Regions from separate parts of the Mus musculus genome. Here regions 1, 2, 3, 4, 5 and 7 are each linked to region 6. Evidence: chromatin contacts called from public Hi-C and HiChIP or PLAC-seq data. All regions are on one chromosome and are shown on one strand. Each heading gives the region's core, a stretch centred on a gene start, on an enhancer-like site or on the middle of the called end of the contact. The rest is flanking DNA. Distances are from core to core; before and after follow the strand shown. Region 1 holds the start of Fam98c (family with sequence similarity 98, member C). Region 2 holds the start of Kmt2b (lysine (K)-specific methyltransferase 2B). Region 3 holds the start of Hnrnpl (heterogeneous nuclear ribonucleoprotein L). Region 4 holds the start of Catsperg1 (cation channel sperm associated auxiliary subunit gamma 1). Region 5 holds the start of Tmem147 (transmembrane protein 147). Region 6 holds the start of Zfp84 (zinc finger protein 84). Region 7 holds the start of Alkbh6 (alkB homolog 6).

Evidence for each region. A called contact is a pair of places that touch in the nucleus more often than the background predicts. HiChIP or PLAC-seq counts read pairs in DNA pulled down with a chosen protein or histone mark.
Region 1: a contact with region 6 is called in an HNF4G HiChIP or PLAC-seq map of pancreatic cancer cells. The contact joins the promoter of Fam98c here to the promoter of Zfp84 in region 6. A contact is called at or near these places in 1 of 39 promoter capture datasets (erythroid cells), 1 of 484 Hi-C or Micro-C datasets (forebrain) and 1 of 115 datasets of contacts at active chromatin or transcription factors (pancreatic cancer cells).
Region 2: a contact with region 6 is called in a Hi-C map of uterus, with 3 times the contacts expected there. The contact joins the promoter of Kmt2b here to the promoter of Zfp84 in region 6. A contact is called at or near these places in 1 of 39 promoter capture datasets (neutrophils) and 1 of 484 Hi-C or Micro-C datasets (uterus).
Region 3: a contact with region 6 is called in a FOXA1 HiChIP or PLAC-seq map of pancreatic cancer cells. The contact joins the promoter of Hnrnpl here to the promoter of Zfp84 in region 6. A contact is called at or near these places in 2 of 39 promoter capture datasets (cranial neural crest and liver) and 2 of 115 datasets of contacts at active chromatin or transcription factors (bone marrow-derived macrophages and pancreatic cancer cells).
Region 4: a contact with region 6 is called in an H3K4me3 HiChIP or PLAC-seq map of embryonic stem cells, with 3 times the contacts expected there. The contact joins the promoter of Catsperg1 here to the promoter of Zfp84 in region 6. A contact is called at or near these places in 3 of 115 datasets of contacts at active chromatin or transcription factors (embryonic stem cells, large pre-B cells and stem cell-derived neural progenitor cells).
Region 5: a Hi-C map of CD8 T cells shows a contact between it and region 6, with 6 times the contacts expected there. The contact joins the promoter of Tmem147 here to the promoter of Zfp84 in region 6. A contact is called at or near these places in 1 of 39 promoter capture datasets (cranial neural crest), 3 of 484 Hi-C or Micro-C datasets (CD4 T cells, CD8 T cells and regulatory T cells), 1 of 115 datasets of contacts at active chromatin or transcription factors (microglia) and 1 of 9 other capture datasets (liver).
Region 7: a contact with region 6 is called in a Hi-C map of muscle stem cells, with 3 times the contacts expected there. The contact joins the promoter of Alkbh6 here to the promoter of Zfp84 in region 6. A contact is called at or near these places in 2 of 39 promoter capture datasets (liver and pre-B cells) and 1 of 484 Hi-C or Micro-C datasets (muscle stem cells).

The regions. Positions count from the first base shown.
Region 1 is chr7:29,154,778-29,157,477 of GRCm38.p6, forward strand. Fam98c (family with sequence similarity 98, member C) reads right to left here and starts at 1,433. Exons shown (of 8, transcript NM_001146023.1): 1 at 1,353-1,433; 2 at 1,108-1,253; 3 at 898-1,032; 4 at 375-580. The coding sequence starts at 1,393.
Region 2 is chr7:30,587,336-30,590,035 of GRCm38.p6, forward strand. It overlaps Kmt2b (lysine (K)-specific methyltransferase 2B), which reads right to left and starts at 1,391. Exons shown (of 37, transcript NM_029274.2): 1 at 1,020-1,391. The coding sequence starts at 1,382. It overlaps Zbtb32 (zinc finger and BTB domain containing 32), which reads right to left. Exons shown (of 6, transcript NM_021397.2): 6 at 2,346-2,700. The coding sequence ends at 2,595. Gm32082 (a long non-coding RNA gene) reads left to right here and starts at 1,444. Exons shown (of 3, transcript XR_003946734.1): 1 at 1,444-1,984; 2 at 2,184-2,270. Mir3569 (microRNA 3569) reads left to right here and starts at 2,045; the gene lies at 2,045-2,102.
Region 3 is chr7:28,809,601-28,812,300 of GRCm38.p6, forward strand. It overlaps Hnrnpl (heterogeneous nuclear ribonucleoprotein L), which reads left to right and starts at 1,290. Exons shown (of 13, transcript NM_177301.5): 1 at 1,290-1,568. The coding sequence starts at 1,311.
Region 4 is chr7:29,209,601-29,212,300 of GRCm38.p6, forward strand. Catsperg1 (cation channel sperm associated auxiliary subunit gamma 1) reads right to left here and starts at 1,325. Exons shown (of 28, transcript NM_001368407.1): 1 at 1,042-1,325; 2 at 880-933. The coding sequence starts at 1,314.
Region 5 is chr7:30,728,124-30,730,823 of GRCm38.p6, forward strand. It overlaps Tmem147 (transmembrane protein 147), which reads right to left and starts at 1,411. Exons shown (of 7, transcript NM_027215.2): 1 at 1,221-1,411; 2 at 1,079-1,148; 3 at 534-593; 4 at 309-445; 5 at 82-166. The coding sequence starts at 1,297. It overlaps Gapdhs (glyceraldehyde-3-phosphate dehydrogenase, spermatogenic), which reads right to left. Exons shown (of 11, transcript NM_008085.2): 10 at 2,212-2,309; 11 at 1,656-1,836. The coding sequence ends at 1,764.
Region 6 is chr7:29,767,157-29,769,856 of GRCm38.p6, forward strand. It overlaps Zfp84 (zinc finger protein 84), which reads left to right and starts at 1,396. Exons shown (of 5, transcript NM_023750.2): 1 at 1,396-1,539. It overlaps Gm38983 (a long non-coding RNA gene), which reads right to left and starts at 1,097. Exons shown (of 2, transcript XR_881933.3): 1 at 1-1,097.
Region 7 is chr7:30,307,368-30,310,067 of GRCm38.p6, forward strand. It overlaps Alkbh6 (alkB homolog 6), which reads left to right and starts at 1,386. Exons shown (of 7, transcript NM_198027.3): 1 at 1,386-1,467; 2 at 2,114-2,192; 3 at 2,619-2,687. The coding sequence starts at 2,139. Clip3 (CAP-GLY domain containing linker protein 3) reads left to right here. Exons shown (of 14, transcript NM_001360763.1): 14 at 1-1,000.

The sequences.
Region 1 (2,700 bases), core at 183-2,682, 610 kb before region 6:
CTGGGTCTCAGAAGTGTTAACGACTTTTGCCAACTTGACAATTGCTATTGGATATAGGCGTGCCCAGCCCACTCTGGGCCTGGGCTGTATAAGAGGTAGCTGAACAAGCCGGGAGGCATGTGCTAGTAAACGGTTGTCCTCCATGGCTGGCTTGAGGCTTGGGTTCCTGCCTCAGTTTCCTTCAACGGTGGGCTGTAACTTGTGAAGGGAAACAAACGGTTTCCTCCCCTAAGCTGGCTTTGGTCAGTGTTTTATCACAGCAAAAAGCAAATTAGAACGAATGGCCACTGTCGATGGGTCATCCTTTTTAGAGCTGGTTTTGAAAACAGGCTCCTTTCCACAAGTAAGGTACCTCAGGAGGAGACTCTCTCTACCTTGTCATGAAACTCCCGAAGTAGCTGGCTAGCCAGGGTTCCACGCAGGGGTCTGGGGAGCCCCAGGGCTTGAAGAGTTAGCGTCAGTTCCTGAACAACGCCATTCGCCTTCTTTGTCCCTTCTCCAAAGGATGGCACAGGGCTAGAATCCCGCTGGAGCCTTAGATGCAAGAGGCGGGCAGCCTGGAGCTCAGAGCAAAGAAACCCTAAAAAGAGGAGTAGATCCCTACCCAACCAGAACCTTGGCCCTTCCCCCAGAGTAAGCCTCACCCACCGACAATGGGGGATGTGGGTCCACTTCAGAACCACCCAACTGGCGTTTAACTCAACGCATTAAAGTTTTCAGAGGCCTCTGTCAGAATTCAAGCCAAGCCTTAATTAACCCTAGCCTATCTACCTGCGGCCTTCAAGCTCGCCGCAAAGCTTTGGCCACACCCACGGGAGTCCAGTCTGAGCGTCAGAGCCCGCCCCATTCAGAGGCCCCGCCCACCGCCACCACCCTGGGCCTTCCAAGCTCGCTCACGCAGCAGACGCAGGCCGCCGCCGGGCTCCCGCAGCACGGTGGCGCAGTCTCCGCCGCAGAGCGCGCGATCCGGGCAGTGCAACGCCCGCAGCCAGCCGGCCAACTGCCGCAGGAACTCTTCCTCTGTGTCCGGGCCTGCGGGAGGAAGAAGCCATCAGGAAGCAGCGGGTTCCGCGGCTCTACCCGCCGTCCACCCAGCTTCTCACGCACCGTGGCCGGCGCCCAGCACTGCGGTGCCCTCCTCTCGCCGCTCCAGAGCTCCCAGAGCCGTCAGCTCGGCCGCCAGCCGCGCGCACAGCGCCCTGAAGTCTGCACACGCGGGACCCCGAGACGCCCCCTCCGGGAGGGCATCGTACCTGCGGCGGGGCACGCGTCAGTGCGAGTCCCTCTGCGTCCGCGTCCCCAGGCGAGTGCGCCCTTCCCGTACCCCCAGGCCACACCACCGAATCTTTTACCCCAGTGTCAGAAGGTCACCCGCTACCATGGCCCCATCCATGGCAACTCCGTCTGCGGACCCGGTGCGCGCGCCCCCTTCCGCCAGGGAAAGGCTCCGCCCCCTCTTCCCTCCGCCTCCTCTCTCCCGCTGCTATCCAACCATATTCTCGTGCGAAGGCGCTTCCACGCTCCTATTGGCTTGGTCGCGCGCCACGCGCACCCTTCAGGTAACTTGTCCAGTGTAAATTTTATAGCTTGAGGTTTGGATCTACGAGGTCGCAGGAGGCTCGGGTGTCCCTACTGTCCGACTCTCAAGAAAAAAAAAAAAAAAAAAAAGCAAAAAGCAACTTATTTAACTTTTATACTTTTGGAGGCAGGGTCTCGATTTATACATTTATGTAGCTCAGGCTGGCTTCTTAGTCCTGCTTCCTCCTTCTGTTTGCTGGTTGACAGGCGTGTGACACGCCCAGCTGCCCTTTGTTCTTAGTGCACCCCAGACCGAAAGTCCCATCCGACTTGTTTTTCTTCCACTTTAGGATTAGATTTTCAGCACGTCTTCACATCCACTCTCCCACCTCAGCCAGACCCTCCTTCCACCTCACAGTGGGTCCAGTGTTAGCCAGACTCTCTGCCTCTGTAGGCCTTCGAAAGAAAAAGCAGATGCCATTGAGAAACTCCATCCTAAGGGGGAGGCAAGCCGATGGGACTGGGGTTGACTCCATTTGCCAGCTAATGTTTCTGCCAAACTGGTTTTTTCCATCTATGCGATTGGGATCCAAGGGCAATAAAGTATATGTTTTATGTGCCTGAATGTCGTGTGTGTGTATGTGTGTGTGTGTGTGTGTGTGTGTGTGTGTGCGTGTGCATGTGTGTGCGCGTACCTTGTGCCCACAGAAGTCAGAAGGCTTACAATCTCCTGCAACTGGACTTCCAGGACTTCCAGGTGGTCGTGAAGTCTTGTGTGGGTGCTGGGAACCAAACCCAAGTCTTCTGCTAGAACAAGTGCTCCTAACCACTGAGCCATCTCTCCAGCCATTAATATATTAAATGGAATCTGGCCTCACTAAGACCCTCCTATCTTAGCCCCCCAAGATCTGGGACTATAGGTTTGTGTCACACCCAATGTTTCAAGCACTCATTTTTTTTTTTTTTTAAGATTTATTTATTGTTATATGTAAGTACACTGTAGCTGTCTTCAGACGTACCAGAAGAGGGCATCAGATCTCATTACGGATGGTTGTGAGCCACCATGTGGTTGCTGGGATTTGAACTGAGGACCTTCAGAAGAGCAGTTGGTGCTCTTACCCACTGAGCCATCTCGACAGCCCCCTCAAGCACTCATTCTTAAAAGTGTGAGGATTATGGTCC
Region 2 (2,700 bases), core at 141-2,640, 820 kb after region 6:
GGGGACCAAGGGTGAAGGGGAGAAACAGCAGTCAGTACCAAAGCCCTGGTTCCATCTGGGCTTCAGGTGTTGCAGATATGATAGTTATCGTCCACCTTAACATACTCCTCCTCATTTACCAAAGAACTTAAAAGACTGAGGCAAGGTCAGAAGGAATAAAGGTACAAGGCGTTCTTGAACCAGACCATTCCAGCACAGCCATCAGTAATTCACTAGCCCAGAAGAAAACACTAGAGGGTCTCCTCGAGTTAAGCAATAGGCATTACAATGAGGGCTAATTCCAACTTAAAACAAAGTAGGTCCTCCATTTACACCCTTGCAGGGCATTCTTAAAAATGGGGAGTGTTTGGGGGAGATGAGAGGTGGAGCAGATGGTTTATCATATTAGAATCCACTCTGAGCCCTCAGAGGACAGCTAGCTCTCCTAAGCAATAGAATCCACACCCTCCTGCCTTCTCCAAAAGGCTGAGAGGGATAAACCATGACTGCACTCACTCCAGATTCAAGACTCAGCATTCATTCTATCCCTCTTCAACCCGCGCCTAAGAAGCCTCCACCACTCTACCTTAGAACCAGAGAGCAACTGGGGCCCTGGTGGAACCAGGGCAGGGATATGTCGCGGATTTTAAGGGCCAAGGAGGCAGCCTGCAAGTAAGAGCCCAGGAGGCTCTCTAGCCTTGGTCAATTAAGGCCACGCTGCTGCTGTCAACCACCGCTGGTCCGGCATGCAATCCCTATGGCCTCTTCACCCACTCCTGTCCTGCTCTGCCATTGCTACCGCGAAAGATCAGCTCAGGACACCAATTGGGCTCCAGGCGTCTAGCTGCAGTCAGGGTTTCTCTGATCACTTTCAAAGGCCCTAGCTACCCAAACGCTCCACGCAGCCTGCTTCCTTCGTGCTTCTTTCCAGGAGCCCCGAGAATCCCACTTGTCCACAACACCCTTCGGAGCTATCCGGAGCCCTGCAAGCCCCTGGCCTCCGCCCTACCCGGCGCTAGAGACACCTCCGACCGCCTCACCTCCTCCTCGGATTCCCCGTCACTGCTCTCTTCCTCCGGCATGCAGCCTCGGTTCGGGCCCCAGCCCCGTCCCCGGCCGCGGCCTCGGCCTCGCTGAACTCGCGCACCAGCCCACAGGCGGCGGAGCCGGCGCAGGCCCCGGCGAAGACCCAGCAAACGGAGCAGGGCCGTGTCCTCCCCGGGCTCGGCTCCTCCCGGCCCCGCCGCGCCGCCACCGCGCCGCAGGGCTACCCGCACTCTTTCGGCTCCGTTGCCTCGGCCGCCGCGGCCCCCGCCCCCGCCGGAACCCCGCGGCCGGCCCGGGAAGCGGCCCCGTGCGGAGCCAGGCCCGGGGCAACTGCCGCCGCCCGCCGCCGCCGCCATCTTGGCACCGTGAGAGGGGCCGGGGAGGCGGGGGGAGGGGCAGCCCGTGCGCAGGGCCGGGGGGGAGGGGAGAGGAGGGGAGGAGGGGCAAAGCGGGGCGGCTGCGGCTCACGACAACAACCAGCGCCGCTGTGGGGCGGGCAGGAGCCGGGGGCTGGGCTGGCCACGCGCGGGGCACCACGGGAGCAGGAGTCCTGGGCCGGTCGGCCGTCACCCTCCAGCCGCACCTGAAGAGCGGACCCCGCGTCGCGGCCTGAGAGCGGGAGGCGCAAGGTCTTCTGGGGAATGTAGTCCAGTCGCCTTGCTCCTTCCGCCGACAGCTGGGGCGCGAGAACTGGGAATACCGGGTTGGCGACAGAGACCAGGAGAACCAGTTCCTGGTCTCCAGGAGGTGTGGTTCCCGGCTCAGACTCCTCCCATTGTTCTAGTCGGAACTAGCGACCTGCATGGACTACCATTCCCAGGGTCCTTCCCAGGGTACCGTTGGCTTCGGACCCTGGGAACCCGACGGACACACAGTAGACGAAGTTAGCTATTGCGCTAGGCGTTGGCTGAGGGGAGGGCGGCGGCGCTGGATTAGTCTCACTTCCAGGCGCAACCCGGTAGCCGCATTGCCCGGCGCGGAGGGGAGATGCTGGAGAGGCTAGTCTTCCGTCCCTTACTCGGAGGAGAGCAGACCGGTGGTCGAAATCCGGACCTCAGTCTGCGCTCCTCTCCAGCCCTAGACTACGCGCGCGGTAGATTGCTGTGGGAGGAACCAGAGTCTTGGGGCGCCTCAAAGCCACCTTTCCTCTCCCGCAGGGTCTGGAGCGCCTTTGCCGCGTGCTGCCCTCGGGAATTATACGAAGCCCCCCGGAAGGAGAAGTGTGACCCTCTGTTTATTGAATGGTGAATGGCCAGCAGGGGCCGCTACAGGGCAAGGGTGGAAACCCCCTAGCACAGAGGAAAAGTCTGGACTCGTCCTGACTGGAGCACAGGAAACTTTATTATAGTGATGAAATTGACAGTCCCCAGTTAATCTTCACCGAGTTAATTGTCCTTTAACTCGGGCTCGCCAGGCCGAGGCTTCTGCAACTCGCTTGTCCCGGAAGGGTTCGTAGCTCCTGTCTCGCAGTTCTTCTGTGGTTAAATTTGCCAGGCCGCCCTAGCTGAGCCCTTCTGCCTTTCATTCTTTGGACTCTTTGTCAAGCCAGAGAAGCTACCAACACCCGGTCAGGTGGCAGCAGAGGAGGTAGGACTACCGGGAGAGCTGGAGGCCCGGGTCGGCCTCGAGGAAGAGTAGAGGAAGGTGGAGCGTATGGTCCATCCAGGCGGCAGC
Region 3 (2,700 bases), core at 40-2,539, 960 kb before region 6:
CGCGCGCGCGCGTGCGTGTGGTGGGGGTGGGGGTAGATACGCGCCTTGTCTGTGCTAGGCAAGCGTTCCATTGCTGAGCTACATCCCAGAGTCTTCTTGACTCCCTAGTTTCCCCATAAAGCCTCTGGACGGGTCTGTGGTCGGGATCCGGATCCTCCGTCAGTACGTTCCCTGTCTGCTTGCTCCCCGGCGGGCACTTGTCGGCGTTGCAGCTCTCGGGCTTCGCAGGACCCTGGGAGGAGACAATCGCTTCAGAGCAGTCTCCAAGTAGCGAGTCTAAGCCACAGAGCACTCTGGAGGACGCAGGGTGCTCAGTTGCCAAGTGCGAACCGAGTTGAACTATAAAGATCTACCACCATGACTGAATTTAGAGTGAAATGACGGTGCCTGCCAGGGTCCAAAGTCACATGGCAATCAATGAGTGTTTTATTAGTGAGAAGTGCTCAGATTTGAAGGTTCTTTTAAAAATAATAACCTCCAGCTTAGGATAGGGTAGAGGTGAAGTAAACGTTCTAATGGGTTATAGCTGCTGCAAATTGTTGTCTTGCTCTAGACTTCCGGAGCTTGCAAACAACAGACGCGCGAAAGACCGTTCGGGTACTCGAGTAGTTGTATCCCTTAAAGTCACCTCTTCTATTGAAGCCCCCCCCCCCCCCCAAAAGTACAGGAGCGCATGCGCTCTCTCGGGACCGGTTCCTAGATTGCGCCACAGAGAGCCTACGGGCTCTCCTTTTTCACCAATCAGAAGCTATCAGTCGTCCTATACCATCTGGCAATAGGGCATTCTTTCCACTCTTCATTGACCAATCGAGTGTTGACGTACGAGACGGGCACCTGGGGGAACAATTGTAGGAACACAGAAGGGAAGGCCTTTCTTGTATCCCAGCGGAGTGGCGCGGGAAGATGGTCGTTGTGACTGGGAAACGCAAGGATTTCAGAGTGACCGATTAGCTAGGAAACCAATGAGAGCGGGAAGGAGGCGGAGCTTCGGAGGCCCACTTCCATTTACTGTTTGTGGGAAGGCGGAGCGATCCCAAAAATCTGGCCTATTAAATCAGAGTTTATTTTAAGGAGGTGGGGCCTGGCGGAATGACTGGCAAGAAGCGTTCACCTATAAGGAGTGCGATTGGCGAACAGAGGCGGTCTTTCCAATAGAACGGCATGCGTCCTATCCAATAGAAATGAACCGTGAGGAAACTTCCCCTCCCCCCAAGATAGGGCCAGTGGCTCCCCCTATCGGGTGGGGGCGGCGAGTGACGGGCGTGTCCCTCCCCCAATGAGAGGCGGGGGGAGGCGGGTTCTGCGCCGCCATGTCGCGGAGGCTGCTGCCCCGGGCGGAGAAGCGGCGTCGGCGGCTCGAGCAGAGGCAGCAGCCGGACGAGCAGCTGAGGCGGGCGGGAGCGATGGTGAAGATGGCGGCTGCGGGCGGCGGAGGTGGCGGTGGTCGCTATTACGGCGGCGGCAACGAGGGAGGCCGAGCCCCTAAACGGCTGAAGACTGAAAACGCCGGCGACCAGCACGGAGGCGGCGGCGGCGGAGGCTCCGGGGCGGCGGGCGGCGGCGGCGGGGTGAGGCTGGGGCTTTAGACTCCCGGAAGGAAGGGGAAATTTCGTACTTTAAAAAGCTATTTATTTTTCACAGGGGGGAAAAATCTCTGCGCAGGCGCTGCAGCCCTCGCGCTTTTTTGGTGGGTGGGGGAGGGGCAGGCGTTGGGCAAACGGCGGGGTTTGCGCGAGGACAGGCGCTTGCGCGTGCGCACAATCCGAAGCGGGGCTTGAGGGGGCGGAGGAAGCGGCTGGCTCTGCAGGCACCGCACTGCGCAGGCGCCGCGGGCCGGCATGTGGGGGGCCTAGGCACGCGGTCGGGCCGTTTTTTTTTTTTCTCCTCACTTCTTTATCTTTTTTTTTTTCCTCTTCTTTCCGTGTCCCTATGCGCAAGCGCGTTTCTACAACCACAGCCAGCGAGCGGGAAGCGGGTGGGCGGTGGCCTGACCGAGTCGCCCCGTCGCAGTTTTAATCATGGTCGTTTCCATATAGAAGTTCACTTGATGAAATTATAAAATTATAATGCCCAGATTAAACTGTTTAACTTCTTTTACTGTGTGCATTGAAAAACGGAAGACGATTTGTGAAAGGCAGATTTAACTTTGGGAATTGAGCCAAGCTTAGAAATTATCACTCGATTTGCTTAGGGCTCCAGGATTGGGGCATTTATAAACTAAACTGTATTATGGTCCTGTGGCTATGCATAGAGTCTTTCAGCCTATTTAGTCTTCTGAAGGTCACAATTATGGTGTCTGGGTTAGGATGCAGTTTGCATTCCTTTTAAAAGTTTATTATTAAAGTCCTTCCGGTGGGCACGGAGTCACAGGCCTTTAATCTCTTTGGTTTGAGGCCAGCCTCTTATGCATAGTTAATTCCAGGACAGACAAGGCTGTGAGACTTATCAAAAAGCCAAACAAACAGTGCCCTCTTGATGAGGCTGCTGCTCATGCATTTATCAGCTTCTCCCTGTTGTTACAGTGTTAGGTTTCTCAAGGATTTGGAAGACATTTTAGTTGAGTCTGGTAAGTTAACTGCCAAGCTAGACAACGGGAGCCCATGAGGTGGAAGGAGAGAACAGACTCCAAAAGGTTGTTCTCCGAACATCTCATGGGCTGTGTGGTGAGCCTTACCCCCACCCTAATCATTTAAGGTGAGA
Region 4 (2,700 bases), core at 75-2,574, 560 kb before region 6:
TTTTGGTTTTTCCAGACAGGGTTTCTCTGTATAGCCCTGGCTGTCCTGGCACTCACTTTGTAGACCAGGCTGGCCTCGAACTCAGAAATCCGCCTGCCTCTGCCTCCCGAGTGCTGGGATTAAAGGCGTGCGCCACCACGCCCGGCCCAGACACAGGGTTCTTATTGGAGGATAATAGGAACGTTCCGGAGAAAGATAATGAGGTTAGTGTGATTGCTTAAGTGAGGTACTGTTTGAACACCCCAGGCTCCTATGTTTGAATGCTTGGTCCTTAGCTGTGGGTCTGACTGAATAGGATTACATATGGCCTTCATGGAGAAGATGTGTCACCAGGGGTGTTAGGCCTTGAGGTCTGCACCATTCCTAGTTCGCTTTCTCTGCCTCCTGCTTGTGGATGGAAGTACCTGCCATGGTGGTCCCACCGGGTTCCCTACTGTGCTGCTCATGGACTTTTGGTTTATAAGTTGCCTTGGTCACAGTTTTTCTGTCATGGAATGACAGAATGGAGCTGAAACGGTTGCCTGACTCTGTAGATACACTAAAATGTACTGATCTGTATACTTTAGAACGACACCTTTAGGGGCTGAGAACAGGGTGGTAGCAGGTAGCAGTGGTAGCATGTACAAAGCCTTGGATTCTGTCCCTAGGCCCCTAAACAAAATAAGAGCTACATCTCAATTTTAAAATGGGGCCCCGTGGGGGGGGGAGTGCTGTGCTCACTTTTTGTCCCTATTGTGTTCTTGTACCTAGTGGGAGACTGAATCTTTAATGCCTTCAGGGTTGGTGGAGACTACTATTAAACTGTATTGAAAAAACACTGCTGAAAATGGGAAACTGGAGACTTACAGAAATCAGCCTACTCATACTGTAAACTCTTACCTGTCCCGGACAGGAAAAGTTGATTTGCAAGTAGTAAGGAAAGCTCAAATAGTTCTGTAAAGAAAGGTGGAGGAAATACCTAGTCACTTGGTGTACTGACTCGAGATCTCTCTATTTACTGACCCCAAATCTCTTTGATACTCTTGATCTCACTTCCCTCACCTCTGACGGATCGATTGGCGAGTCTGTCAACTTTTGGAACACCTTGGCCACTGTATCGATGGGCTCATGATCTTGAAATCGATCCTTGGAGAGATGCAAGCCTACCTTCTCGAACTTGTTCAGGACAAGAAGCCAGGTGCAATGCTGTAAGGTATCTTCCGCCCACGACTTCAACGACAGCAATAGCACTAGCCGCAGTACCCAGAATGCCCAAAGGTTTGGTTTTCTCGGCCACACAGGGCTGACCGGGGACATGGCTGGCCGGGACACCATGTAGCTAGAACCTGGAGAACGTGGGGATTAACACCCACTTGCAAGTTGGCTAGCTGAGGCTGATCTCTAGGAAACCGCTCAGTTCCTGCCCCTTTTCCCACTCTTCTTCCTAGCTCCACCTTTGATCAGGCTTTGGGGCCCCTTACTCTCTGCCCGGGCCCTGCTCTTAGGCCTTGCCACGCCCTTACTCCCAGCTCCTCCCCTACTAATACTCCTCGCCCCGCCCCTGCTCCTACTCTCGGCCCCTCCCCTACTAATACTCCTCGCCCCGCCCCTGCTCCTACTCTCGGCCCCTCCCCTACTAACACTCCTTGCCCCGCCCCTGCTCTTTCTCCCGGCCCCTCCCCTACTAATACTCCTCGCCCCTCCCCTACTAATACTCCTCGCCCCTCCCCTACTAATACTCCTCGCCCCGCCCCTGCTCTTACTACTGTCCCTACCCCTGCGGCTCTTTTCACCCTGCTTCCTAGTTACTCTCTCTCTCTTTGCCCTGGCTTTGCTCTTTTCTGTTCCCGTTCTTGGAACTCCTAACCTACTCTTCGCCAAGTCCCTCTTTTTTTTTCTTGCCTTGCCAGAGCACTTCCTGTTTTCCTTACCACTGTGCCCCTCAGGGGACTTGGCTCCGCCCTCAAAAGGTTCCCCGCCCACACACTGCTCTTCGCCACGCCCCTTTCTTTTCGCTCCTGCCCTGCTCAGGAACCGGCTTAGAGTCTTCTTGTCCTTTCGTGAATCCTCGCCCACACCTCCGAACTCGCTAGGCTCTTTGCCTTGGCTCAAGGTCTGAGTCGTTCTGGAAATCAGATCCTGGCTCTGCTTTCTCTTCTGGCCACGCCCCTGGTCCTGGCTCCGGTCTGGAGTGTCGCGGTAGAGCGGATCTTCACTCTGCCTTCTCTCTTGGCCACGACCCTGGTCCTGGTTCAGGCTCCAAGTGTTGCAGTAGTTCAAATGCTCACTCTGTCTTCTCTCTTGGCCACGCCCCCGGTCCTGGTTCAGGCCCTGAGTGTTGCAGTAGTTCAAATCCTCACTCTGTCTCCTCTCTTGGCCACGCCCCTGGTCCTGGCTCAGACCCCGAGTGTCGCGGTGGTTCGGATCCTCGCTTCGTCTCCTCTCTTGACCACGCCCCTGGCCCTGACTCAGGTCCCGAGTGTTGCAGTAGTTCAAATCCTCGGTCTGTTTCTTCTCTTGGCCATGTCCCTGGTCCTGGTTCAGGCCCCACGTGTTGCAGTAGTTCGAATCCTTGCTCAGTCTCCTCTCTTGGCTACGCCCCTGGTCCTGATTCAGGCACCGAGTGTTGCAGTAGTTCAAATCCTCGCTCAGTCTCCTCTCTTGGCCACGCCCCTGGTACTGGTTCAGGCCCCAAGTGTTGCAGTAGTTCCAATCCTTGCT
Region 5 (2,700 bases), core at 161-2,660, 960 kb after region 6:
AAGGGACTGGGAAGTTGGAGCCAAGTTTTTGGGAGAAGTATGGCTAACAACATAAAGGTAGGCTAGGGCTAGACTGCATACCAGACTGATGTTGGAGTCAATGCTCATCTGGATATATTTCCAGTCAAATTCAATGCCTCGGGCTCCCACCCAGAGGGGGATGCATCTGAGGAAGGCAAAAGGAGGCAGTCTCTAGTACCCAGACTCCCCCACCCCCAGCACCCAGCCTCTGATCACCTCCCCTCAGCACCCCTGTGGGACCCAGCTGTCCATTCCCGGAAGTCTGGGCTCCAGTTTGCTCCACACACCGGGACATAATGAGTTCAGCAGTGGCCCAGCCCAGGGCAGCAACCATAATCTTGTACTCCCCCTTGCCTGCATTCCGAGACATGACAAGGTTTAGGCCTATCAGGTCTGCCACATCCACACTGGCCTTCATGAATTCCTGTGGGTCAGGTAGAGGCTCGAGTAAACACGGGGACCAGGTGAACCGACTCCTGCACTCTTCCTTGCCCTTCCCTTGTTCAACTTACCCCAATGAAGTCATAGATGCCACCTTCCCAGGTGGGGAAGAAAGTGGCCAAGAACAACATCTGAGATCAGAAAGTAGAAAGGTCACTGGAAGGTGAGGGAGATTAAAAACCGAAACAAACAAACAAAAAACTATGTGGATACTGTGGAAAGTAAGTGTGCAAGTAGAGGATATGACGCTGGGTTCTAGGGGTCATTCTAGGTGTAAGTGGCAAGATCACGTGATCTTGGGAGATAGAGGGCAAGTGGCCTGGTTTCTAAAAGTCTAGAAGTTCACGGGGGAATCTGATGTCTAAAAATGCCTAGGCAGCACCCTGCGACACCCTGTGGGTGAAATATCGCACTAAGAGGTTTTCTCATTTTACAACAGTTGTAAGAAAAAGTTGCATCAGGGCCTTTCTGGCCTTGCATCCCTTCTAAGGTATTCGGGCATAGTCCCTAAGCGTTGTCTCGAGGGTGGTCCTATGGAAGGTGACAGCTGCAGAGTCAGGCCCCTGAGATCTGGAATGCCTGGAGGCCAGACACGTGGAGTCCGGGAGTCCCTCACCTTGCATAGCTGCACAAAGAGGTAGGTGACCCCGGCCTGGACGCATTTCCAGAAGGCGTTGTATTCAGACCTGAAGAAGCCGGCGGTGAGGGGTCGGCCCGGGTCCCGCACCCTCTCCACCCCGCGCCCGCCCTGCACTCACAGGCCGCTGCATTTGTACGTGATGAAATAGGGAAAGTAGGCGAGGGCGAAGCAGTTCCCGAAGTGGAACAGGGTCATGACGCCAGCCGCCCGGTCCCGCAAATGCGGGACTCGCCAGGCGCAGCGTCTCCTCTAGTCGGCCTCGCCGGCACCGGGGCCTGGCGCCCACCTGCTTTGCCGTGGCCCGCGCGCGGCCTTATGGGAACTGTAGTCCGGCCTGGTACGTCGCGTGCAGTGACGTCAGAGCGCCCAGCTCCGGCTGTGTTGCAGGGACTTCCAGAGCCTTGCTTACACCGTTGAAGACCTTGTGTTCAGACAGCGCTTTCCCTCTCCCACTCGGCTCGGAGCCAAGCGCCACCTCTTCTCGCTCATCCGAGAACTTTGAACCCCGCCCTGAACGCAAGGTGATCGGCGCAGAGACAAGAGGGCAAAGCTGTGCGCATTCTCGTTTTTATTTCATTGTTGACCCGGTGGCGGCGCCTTTGAGTGGAAGCCGAAGTCAGGAACGCGAGGTGCGCAGGGGAGCAAGGAGGGGCCTTTTGTGTTACTTCTCTCGGCTAAACATGTAGCGGAGGAGGTCGACCACTCGGTTACTGTAGCCATATTCGTTGTCGTACCTGAGGAGGCGAGGAAGGAGGCGTCAGTGTGTGTGTGTGTGTGTGTATACGTGTACGCACTCGCGCGCTCGCCCTCTTGTCAGCCTCCCCCACTATCCTCTGGCATCTATCCCCTTTACCAGGCGTGTGTGTGTGTGTGTGTGTGTGTGTGTGTGTGTGTGTGTGTGTGTGTGTGTGTGTACGTGTACGCACTCGCGCGCTCGCCCTCTTGTCAGCCTCCCCCACTATCCTCTGGCATCTTTCCCCTTTACCAGGCGTGTGTGTGTGTGTGTGTGTGTGTGTGTGTGTGTGTGTGTGTGTGTGTACGTGTACGCACTCGCGCGCTCGCCCTCTTGTCAGCCTCCCCCACTATCCTCTGGCATCTTTCCCCTTTACCAGGCAACAAGCTTCACGAAGTTGTCATTGAGGGCAATTCCAGCCTTAGCATCAAAGATGGAAGAATGGGGATTGCCGTTAAAGTCCGTGGAGACCACCTGCGTGACAATTTCAAAGATAAATGTAGTCGAGCAAAGATCTCCAGGAACCCAGACTCTCAAACCACATTGTCAGTCACTCATCTGGTATACTGGACAGAGACCTTTTGTGTTGGTGACAGAATGTGATCAAGGCAGGTGGAACCTTTGTCTCAGGGACACAGCAGGGGAGCTCAGTGGATAAAAGTGCTTGTCACATAAGCGTGAGCTTTCTGTGTTTGGATCCGCAGAATCCATATAGAGGCTGGGCGGTTGATGGACACTTATAGGCCCAGCAGTCCAGCTCCAGACTGAGGCTCCTTGGAACAAGATGACTAGCTAGATTAGTTAGTTGTCAAGCTACCTTACATCTTGCCTCGGTAACAAGTGGAGTGCAATGGAGGAAGACATG
Region 6 (2,700 bases), core at 146-2,645:
GAATTCATTTTGCCGAGCACTGAGAACCCTGCGGGGTGTTTGGGGACTGGGGCTGAACTGTAAATTGCTTGCACCCGTTGTTTTCTGGGAAATGTAGTTCAAACCGAGGAGTCCAAGCCGCAGTGCCTTGTGGGAAAAACAAGCCAGGGCACCAAATCCTCCTTCGTGTAACCCCTGCCACAACATCTGCTCTAAGCCGATTCACGGAGAATTCCTCTGGGAATTCTGTCTAGAAAGGGTCCCAGGAGGTCCCGGAAAGACCAGGAACCTAGAAATCCAAAAAGCGGAATCTGGGTTTCAGGCTGCCGGTAAACCTAGATCTTGTGAGCGAGATATTCTCTTCTCTCTCTCTCTCTCTCTCTCTCTCTCTCTCTCTCTCTCTCTCTCTCTCTCTCTCTCTCTCTCTCTCTCTCTCTTCCCCCCGGAGACAGTCTTCCTAATAAAACTCTGCTTCCACAACAACAAAATCAACCAACAATAACAAAATCCACCAAGACTTGAGGCACAGTGATGCATACTTTTAATCATAGCAAACAGAAGGCAGAGACATGGGCCAGAGTTTGAAGCCAGTATGATCGACATTGAATTCTCATTATATGAGTGAGAATATATATATATATATATATATATATACATATACATACATACATATGGAATTCCATAAAATTTGATCCAACATAAATGTTCATGATTGGCCCAACATAAGTGCTTGGAACAGAACAGACGATGCTCTTAAGAACTGAACCATCTCTCTGTTTATTTTCCTTTATGGACACAGGTCGTTAGGTAACCATGGCTTCAAACTTGTTATGTAACCGAGGCGGGCATTAAAACTCTTGATTCTCCTGCTTCTGCCTCCTGAGTGCTGGGATTACAAACATGCAATGCTCAACCCAGGCTAATGCAGCACATTTAAATTTGTGGCTATCGAGTGGTAAGTAGACTAAATATTCCAGTAAAGATAGGGCGATCTTTGCCCTATCCAGTCGTTCCCAGTCCTAACAGCCTTGTCTCATTCCTTCAGGGAGCTTGGAACACCACACTGGAGAAGCTCTTAAGAGCCCTCATATATCCGACTGTCAATAGCAGGATGAGTTCTTTACCGAGAACGCGGTCTGTGATGTCTTCTGGGAAATGTAGTCCTGAGCTGGATCACTTGCTCGGGTTCTTGCCTCGCTTCTGTAGCTGGAGTAAAGATCCACCCCCACCACAGAGCCGAAACTGCTTAAGTTTCAGAGACTTCAAGCCTTGGATCCTTGGGAAATTCCCCCTTTAGAAAACTAATCGTCCGTTCTCTAGTTTCAACAGATCTCTACTTCCTCTCTCGCACACTGAAACTCTCCTGCAGACTCTAGAAGTAGCACCGCCTTCTGGGAAATGTAGTCCACTATAAATGCTCAGCCACATGGCGGAAGTGGCTGGAAAGAGGTTGTTCCGGATCATCTCAGTGCCCTACCCGACCTAACCCGGTACTGTCCTGGTCGGTATTCGCTGGTCGTCCGAGTTCGAAGCCGTGAGATCGCAGTTTATACTTTTGAAGTGAGTCTGCCCTTGGTTTTAAGTGCTTTGTGTAAATACAGTCCTTAAGGCCTGTATTTGTTGGTCGCTGGCTGCAGGCCGGCTCTAGGGGACCCACCCGGTTTCCGGGATGGCGCTAGAGGCTTAAAGAGGGACTAAGGCGGCGGGAGTGTGACTGCATGGGCGAAAAGGTTTTTGGAGGATGTGGATTGTACAGGAGGGTGAGAGAGAGAGAGTGCGCGAAGTCAGCAGAACGTGGGTAGTAGGTGGTTACCAGATCCTCTAGTCTTGCAACGCAAAGTCGGGGGCGGGAGGTGCGGGACACCATTTATGTCAAGTTTATTTGAAAATTTGGGGGGAGGGGGGAGAAAGCTAAATAGTAGAGACGGTAAGGATTTCTGTGTTCAAGATAGATCAGTTTACCAATCAGCATGACTTTTAACTGTAGTTAGGAGTTAGATATGGTGACCCACATCTATAATTTCAGCACTCGAGCTGCGGAAGCTGGAAGTCAGTGACTTTGAGGACAGCCGTGGGAACATAGTGAGTTCCAGGCTACCGGGACCCACATAGTGAAATCCTGTCTCAGAAACGGATGAGTGTATAGAAATTGTATTTGAAAAAACGTAATTACTGTGGGTTCCTACTTTTGTGTCACACCCTCCGAGTAGCCATTTAGCCTTGTTTAGGGAACTCTTAGAAAATCTTAGCCTCTGTTGACTACCACTAGAGAAGTCAGAATTTGAAGTTCATGATTCTGGGTGATCCACTTCAGGTTCTAAAAAGACAACTTCCTCAGCTCTAGGCTTTTCTGTCAAGAAGCAGACATAGTGAGCACACGGAGTCTCCGTTGTACCCCATCTTCACCCTGTCCAGTTTATAGTTACAAAACTAGTCCTCGGTGTGGTGGGTTTAGAAGGTGGGGGCTTTTTGAAGGTAATTAAATGGGAGTAGTGCCCTGGCTCCCTGGAGCTACCTGCCTTCTCTAGGTGAGAGTGCAGTCCAGAGACTCCATCTGGGGACCGGGGAAATCGGTTTTCACTAGACACCTAATTTGTCAGTGCCACCACAACAGAGAAATAAGTTTGTTATTTATAAGCTAGTCTCTGGTATTTTGTTATAGCAGCTTAAGTGGGCTAATGGACTTTAATACTGCACCTGGCCAGTTCCTGCAGAAATTAT
Region 7 (2,700 bases), core at 136-2,635, 540 kb after region 6:
TGCCCCCCATTCACTTAAGTCCCTGTTCTCACCCCTGAACAAGACACCCACTTAGTCGGCCCACTCACCCCAATTTACAAACACCAAAACCGTCCTGGAAGCATGAATTACAGGACAGCAAGTCTTCCTGCCCTCTGTACCCTGAGAAACCCCCAGTGCCTTGTATGAAGCCCACCCCACATGGCCCACAGTCCCTGTGCTGGCCAAGGCTCCCAGAAAATTCTCTATTTTTTAAAGTGATAACTTCCCCCCTTTGGGGGGAAATCCCCAAATTTGGAGGCCCCATTCTAGAACTCTGGGGAGTTCAAATTCCAGAGAGAATATATATTATATATGTCCCCAAATTTCCCATCCCTCCAAGCCCCACGATCTCTAGAAGACCCCAAATTTCTAATTCCCAGGACTTCCCTACCCAAGTAACAGAATCTTCAAATCCCCAGGGAATCCCAAACTTAAGACCCCAATCCCAAGCCCTCAGGAAACCCCAACTACAAGGTCCTAAGGACTGGGAGGAAGGACCCTGTTGCCAGGCTCTCAGGGCATCTCAAACCTGACTCCCAGGCACCAGGAGACCCCAAACAGGAAGTCCCATCTTTGGAACAAGGATAGAGGACTCTAATACTCTTAGTCCATGGATCATCTAATCTCTCAACCTCCAAATTCCATGGGCCCCAGCTTCAAGGGAACCCCCAAGTCCCAAATCTCTGATTACTAATATGTGCAGGGCCCCAGGGCTCTAACAGGACCCCAAGTCATGGAGTCCCTACTTCAATCTACCTTCCGGTCACAGGTCCAAGACACTAAATCTGAGTCATTGGCCCCAAAGGACTTCACAGCTCCTGGGCCAGACCAACAGCCTGCGGGAGAACCTGAGGGCCCCATAGGTCCAGAGCAGACCTGGGGCCCTGACCACCAAGGACAGCTCACGACTGCCCCTTCACTGCATGTCCCTAAAATCAGCATGACTCCTGTCCTCTTCAATAAAGACGTTTCTATGGCCTTCTTGTGTCAGGTCACTGGGGGGTTACTGCATTGACCCTGTGCCCTTGCTGGGTAAGAATGGCAGAAGGTTTGTTTGTTTGTTTAATGTCCTGTCCCTGTGTCAGTGACATAGGACTTACAACTTGACCTGCAGAAGGCTAAGCCCTTCACGCTCCTTTCCTGCAGTCGCCCTCGCTGTGGGTCTCAACTGAGTCCACAAGGACACGCAGGTCTGTTAGGTTCTGGAGTACTGATTGGTAGGAACCAGGCGAAGTCCCGCCTGAGTTTAGGACACAACCTATGCCTGAGCGAGGATGGCGGATGCTGAGTGAGAGCGTGGATAGGCTGGAGGGCGGGCCCTTAGGTTCTCTGAGTATGCCCAGTGGTCTAAACCTTCCTGCGTCAGTAATGCTTGGCGGAAGTGGCAGGGGGGGCGTGCGAGGATGCGCGCGTTGAGTCTGGATATCCGAGAAGACGCTGTAGACGGTCAGATTTATTTTGGGGAGAGAGGGGAGTCTTGGGGACGGGGGGAGCGGTAGGAGTGAGTGTCCAAAGGACTGAATGTGGAGGTCTAAGGCGACTCAGGGTGAGAGCTCTAGGGGGCTCAGTGTGGAATCCTGACACTCAGGGTCTGAGAGGTTCTACAGGGGAAGAAACTTTGGCAATCTGGCTCAGATCTGAGGGTGCTGAAGTGGGTTCTGAGTGGGGAGATAAGAGGAAGCTGGGAGTGGACAAGTCTGAGAAAGCTCAGAATGGGAGATGTGAAGGAGCCGAGGTGAGAGGAGGGAGGGTCTTTAGGCTCGGAGGGACCTGTGCTTACGATTGCATTCGAGAGAGGCTTCATGTGTGGGCGCGTTCTCTGTGATGCTTGGGAAGAAGATTCACGTATACTTTGGTGGGCAACGGTGGACAGAGCGATGGAGGATTTTACTGACTGCTGATATCCGGGCTGGGAAATGGGGGTCGCGGGACGGGGAGTGATCTTCGGGTGGCTTTGAGAAACTGAAGACTCCAGCGTTGAAGATTGGAGTTTATAGGAAGTCTGAGGGTAGGGTCTGGCCCCTAATGGGCTGGAAGGAAGGCTGGTCACAGCTTGAAGATAGGAGGCTTAGTGACTTCCTCCTCCCCACAGGACGGCGCACAAGGAGTTGGTATCCATGGAGGAGCAGGACGCCAGGGTCCCAGCACTGGAACCTTTCAGGGTGGAACAGGTTGAAAAGGCTGGGGTGTAGAGGAATGTGGGAACGATGGGTGTGAGGTGGGTGGAGTGACAGACTCATTCCTGGGTCTCTTGGTTGGACTGCCCCAGCTCTCCTCAGAGTATAGCCGGCTGCCCCACTTCCAATATGCAGTTTCATAGGCCATCCCAAGTCTCTCTCCAAAGGGAAAGGTTGCCCAGTCACGATAGGATCCCTGTGTTGGGCAAAGCTGTTCTTAACCTTGCTAGCGCTGGGACCCTTTAATATAGTTCCTCATGTTGTGGTGATTCTCCCCTCCACTATAAAATTATCTTTGTTGCTACTTCATAACTATTTTATGAATCATAATGTAAAGGTCTGTACTTCGTGATGGTCAGCAGGGGGTCGCGACCCACAGGTTGAGAACCACTGTCCCAACGGTAGTTCTTAATTTTATAGGCGCCACCTCTAATCTACTATGTCCCTGACTTCATCTCCAAGGAAGAAGAGGAATATTTGCTTCGACAGGTACCTCTTTCTC